2 separate regions of the Danio rerio genome follow, and region 1 is linked to region 2. Evidence: chromatin contacts called from public Hi-C data. All regions are on one chromosome and are shown on one strand. Each heading gives the region's core, a stretch centred on a gene start, on an enhancer-like site or on the middle of the called end of the contact. The rest is flanking DNA. Distances are from core to core; before and after follow the strand shown. Region 1 overlaps rftn1b (raftlin, lipid raft linker 1b). Region 2 has its middle 12 kb from the start of si:ch73-31d8.2.

Region 1 (2,727 bases), core at 42-2,541, 260 kb before region 2:
ACAACCCAAACAGTATTATATGTCTTAACAATAAAAATGGGGGGAAAAATATTCAATTAGATTGGTAAGGATCAAACTCAGGTACTGGACCGTGGTAACGCAACGTGCTGACCACTGGACCACAATGGCATTATTGTTAAAAACTTGTCTATTGACAACTTAATCTTTTTCTCCCCTTTCTAGATTTCTGATCAATTTATGTCAGATTTATTAATGTAGTGAGTCATCTGATTTTCATTGAGCAGGTTTAATATTCATTAATATTAATTATTCGAATTCTTATATTCACTAAGGTGCCGCTGTTTGGGGTCCAATAATAGTTACGTCATCATTAACCTGCAGGCTGCATTTTGCTCACGGGGCTGCGAGAAAACAAATAAAAAGCCAGGAGCTGCGGCAAAATAATGAATAAAAAGAGTGAGACTATGGTCAAATAATATAAAAAATGAAAAAAAGTGCGAATGCTGAGAGTGCAAGCAGCTAGGGACACCGGCCCTCGCGGCCAAAAAACGGACCGGCCCATCGGGATTTCTCCCGGTCCTCCCGATTAGCCAATCCGGGCCTGATATTATATACTGTGTGTCAGGTGAACTTTAGTCATCCCAACTTACATCAATCAAACTGACCAAAAATATTAAGTTAAGCTGTGTATAAATTAAAAAAAATTACTTGAAACCCAATTAAAGTATTACAATAAGTGAAAGCAACATCAAAGATATTTGTTGTCTTTTTGTCATTATTTTTTACAGTGCAGTGTACTTAAAAAAGTGTATTATCATAACCTAAAATAAACAAACAAAAAAAAGAGTAAAATACATAAAACAATGACATTTCTAAAGTATCTTAAAACAAAAAGACAAAAAACTACTTAAGCTGAATATAAAAAAACTATCAGGGTTATTCCACAAAAATACTGATTTCTTTATTTAAAGTACTCTTTACTCAAAATGACTTTGAATCCCTCTGAAAACACCACACTATATGTTTTATTTTTTTATTCTTTTTTTTATATATTATAGAAATGCTGATATGTGGCACCATTTCTAATGAAGTTAAATAAAACCTTTTCCTACTTTCAAATATGCAATGTGAACATGAGTTTTAACACCAACAGTACAGCAGGAGGCGCAATCGCACCAAAATCAGCATTTCACACACTCAAAGTTGACCAGCATTAGGAGTTATACTGTACATGTTAGTTAAGAAAACAATCAACGTGAATAGAAGGGTTTAATCTACAATAGAAAGAAGAGTGAAGAACAAAAGCATGAAAAATATTGACATGCATGGTGTTTGTTTTTCCTTCTATCTAAATCAATGGCTGCAGGTTTCTAGTATTGATCAAAATTACTTATTTTGTAAAGAAAGACACTCATAAAGGTACAAAAATTCACTGATTATAGTGAGGAATTGTACATCTTTGGGTGAACCATCCCTTCAACCAGTTAAACACTGCTGCTATTTTGGGATTTCCGCCTGGATTTTGCCTACCCAAATTTAAAAGCTTCCTAAATTCACATGCAGAGATGTAAATGCAAAAATGTGATATCATTTTAAAGAAAACCCTTTGAATTTTCATAAAACACTATTGGAAGTGTTTAAAATATCTGTATATGTTGTCTGTGTTATGATTAACACCTAAAAAAGTGACAATTTTTGTATTTTTTTTATAAACTCAAATTTAAAAGTGTACCTTTTAGGTACTGTGTGGTCTAGGGTGCTGTAATTAATTTTGGTGGTTCCTGCATGTCTGTAATCATAGGAAAAATGCCTCTCCCATAATCTATGCAAAAGTTATTGTATTCCAAGTGATGAGAGGTGCTATGCAAGCCACAGGGACCGATCATTCTTTTCATATTTCACTATTCTTTTGCTTGATCAAACATATCTCACTGTGTTTGGACCACATCAGACATATAAAAGGATTACTTATGCACATCACCTCAAAAACAGAGAATAATGGCCCTGAAGTGCACAGCATAAGGTAAGAGATGACAGCTGTCTGTGCTATCTGGGGCTGCTCATTGATCATAAATGTATTGTTTTTCACACCCCGATTCATTCGACAACAGTTTGATATGTTAAAATAATTCAGTAAAAAGAATGCTAGAACCGTATGAGCACTGGCAAGAGCTTTCTTTGAGCTATACTTGTACATGTGTCATATATGAACCATGTGAAAAATATGAAAATGAACCAATGTAAAATACCTAGCTCGGGTCTCCAAAATACTGTGTATTTAAGTGTAAATAACTTTTGTACAGTAAAAACCAAATTGATGCATACGTGCAGAAAATATAGATTCTACACTTTCAAACGAAATCACTTACAGGGGTCTGGTGCAATGCTAGCCCTTTAAATCTTAAAGCGAAAGTCGATGACAACACAGAGTTTACCTGGTTGTGTATTTTGGATGCTTTGTTTACATTAGACTGAAAAATACACTTTACAGAAAGCCGAAAAACCTAAGATCTCATAACTAACACAAATGCCTGAAATAACCTGTGAAGTTCGCAATGCAAGTGTCCAGCTTGATCTCACGAGGAAACGTAAGTATTTTACGTTTTGTCAGTTTAGTGGCTAATTCGTACAAATTAAATGTACGATTTTAAAAAAGAGGCGTGGCACCTAACCCCACCCCTAAACCTAAACATCATTGGGAGATGAGCAAATCGTACTAGATTGTATGAATTAGATCGTACAATTTATACGAATTAGCCACTAACT
Region 2 (2,700 bases), core at 111-2,610:
CAAAGAATCTTGATGAACTCTGGAAGTCCTGCAAGAACTCTTTCTTTGGCATTCCAGATGACTTTATTAATACGTGATTTGAGTCATTGCAGAGATGTATGGGTGCAGTCCTCCAAGCTCATGGCAGTCAGTCACAATATTCATTCTGTTTCCACTGCATCATGACTTTATATTCTATACTGGACATTATTTCTGTTCAGTGACAAGGCTTTTGTCTAAGCAAAGTCAGACCTTACTGTCCTATTTAAGTAATTAAAAATCAAGCCATGATCATGTTTTATTTTGGTAAAATAAGCGTAATCTAGAGGCTTTTGCCTTTCATACAAGCCACTTCTGATACCAAATGATCAACTAGAAGTCAAGTTATTATTTGCTGTTCCTAAACCTTTTGGCAGGTAGTGTAGTTAAACTTTATGCTCAAGATCATTAAGAAATTTTTCATGGTATTCATGACAATTAAGTACATTTCCCTCAACTATACCACAGTAATGAGAATCGAATGAGAATCATCTTTAAGAATAAAATCTGCACAAAACTTAGAATATCTGAACAGATTAAGAAATGTGAAGAAAGTTAAGTGCTTAATTGTCGTACTGGTGCAATGCAAACAAACATCTCAATGGTCCTAAAATGGACCTGTTCTCTTCATGCAAAACATTGCATGATTTTAGGATGAAATGAAAAGAGAGTAGGTTTTTGGCAGATGTCACAGCAGCAATCGATAACAACATACAAGTCAAAATGAAACTAGCTACATTTTAAAATTAGGCTGCATGCTAATTCCTGCACTTAGCAAAATAAGCATATCCTTTTAGTCTGCATAAATAAATAAAGATGGGGGACACAAACTTGTCATACCATTGCTTTTGTGGAGCCAAAAACCTGGAATTAACAAGTATCCTTAACCTTGTTCTTGACCCACCCTTTATTCCTGTAGCTGACGTGCAAATGTTTTTTGAGTTTCACTTTACATGCATTCTAATACAACAATGGTGCACAGGTCTGTTCACAATGTCAGATTGTAGTACAATAATATAATATCAAAGAAATAATAATGCAAATGCATTATCCTTAAATAAATGCAAACAACAAGTGCATTTAGTTGAGATGCTAACTTATAATAAGACTTATTGCCTTATTTTCTGACAATGTAACCAAAATAAAGGTGAGTCAAGGCAAGAAGAAACTTTTTTTTTTTCAGGAACCTCTCAATTTTGAGATTTTGGGCTTTGTTGGACTCTGTTTTAAGGTTATAAAGGTTTTTTTTTTTCTAGTCTAATGGAAAGAAAACACTTTTATATAATTTTACTAAAGGCTGTCTGTATATTTCATTTGCAATACATATTTTGATTTAAAAAGAGACCCAAAATCCCAATACGTAAAATCCAATGTTCAGGGGAGTAGACATGCAATAATTATTTATCACACATTATATTTAAATCTACTTACTATGCGTCAGAGTAGGCTTTGTGTGTCAGAAAAGCAAGTCATTAAACCATACCAGTCAACACTAGAATAGAAAAACATGGGATACGCCCCCAACAACCGTTACAAGTATGGTGATGAAATTACCTTCAAGTGATAGAATAAAAACATTAGAAAATTTAAAATAAAATAAAAAAGTTGAGCCTATTAAAATCACTTTACTGATTACATAAGTGTTCTCGTATGCGTCAAAGGGTTAAAAGTGTGTTCATTTTTTTACTTTAATTATGCAGTGATTACTCTGCGTACCACAGTTTGAGAACCACTGATCTAGTATCTCGTTCAACAGACAAAAGAAACTCATTAAAGGTTGTGAGTAAACTGAGGAAATTACACTATAAAATCCAAAAAGTTACAGTAACTCAAACTGTTTAAGGAAAACGATTGCGACAAACCATTTAGGTTCAAAAACTAATCCCAATGAGTACTGTGAACTTAATCCATTTGAGTAAATACAGCAATTTGAGCACAGTAAACCCAATAAATGAAACCAACTGAGTACTGTCAAACCCAATAAGTTTAGGCAACTTAAACCATTTGAGGAAACTGACTGCGACAAACTATTTGAGTTAAACCAAAATAAGAGTTTAAAATATACTAAGTAAGTACTGTGAACTTAATCCATTCAACACTGAGTTCAAAACTCTTTTCAAATGAGTAGAATTAACTTTTAGTCAAGTTTTAGTTAACTTTACTCATTTCATTTGATAAAGTTGACTGTTGGGTTTTACAGTGTATCCTTTTAATGTAATGTAATTAATCAATAAGCGCAAGTATGGCAATAATAATGTTATTTTACTCCCCAGTTCAAATCCAATGTTCAGATTTTGTTAGTGGCAATACAAATTAGCATTTAATAAAATACTGCACAAAATTATTTGCACATTTAAGCATGTAATTTTACAAAAACAATGCACAATTCAATTTTTCTGTTCAGTCTAATGGAAAGAAAACATTAAAAATACACTTGTATCAAATTGTATCGATGGGTGTCTGTAGATTTCATTCACAATACATATTTTGATAAAGAAAGAGACCCAAAATCCCAGTATGTAAAATCCAATGTTCACATTTTGTTAGTAGAGATGCTAATTAGCAAATAATGTCTTACTTGCACATCTACATACTGGATTTTACAAAATGTGTAATAAAAAAAAGATGTGCAATTCTCAAAGGGAGGGTTCACCCACAAATTACAATTTGTCATCGTTTACT

Evidence for each region. Hi-C and Micro-C count contacts between places; a contact is called where the count stands out from the background.
Region 1: a Hi-C map of skeletal muscle shows a contact between it and region 2, with 2.2 times the contacts expected there. The contact joins two enhancer-like sites. A contact is called at or near these places in 4 of 18 Hi-C or Micro-C datasets (caudal fin, hematopoietic stem cells, skeletal muscle and 1 more) and 1 of 4 datasets of contacts at active chromatin or transcription factors (caudal fin).

Annotation. Positions count from the first base shown.
Region 1 is chr16:53,499,660-53,502,386 of GRCz12tu, reverse strand. All of the region lies in intron 2 of rftn1b (raftlin, lipid raft linker 1b), which reads left to right. The region is part of intron 3 of LOC100536500 (cysteine-rich venom protein natrin-1); the gene reads right to left. Among named protein-coding and RNA genes, the nearest start is that of plcl2, 39 kb to the left of the region's middle. Within about 2 kb of position 1,291, at least 1 of the 62 cell types and tissues checked has an H3K27ac peak or open chromatin away from gene starts, as enhancers often do. A contact at or near this core is called in skeletal muscle, where this site is marked.
Region 2 is chr16:53,244,696-53,247,395 of GRCz12tu, reverse strand. No RefSeq gene overlaps it. Among named protein-coding and RNA genes, the nearest start is that of si:ch73-31d8.2, 12 kb to the right of the region's middle. Within about 2 kb of position 1,360, at least 1 of the 62 cell types and tissues checked has an H3K27ac peak or open chromatin away from gene starts, as enhancers often do. A contact at or near this core is called in skeletal muscle, where this site is marked.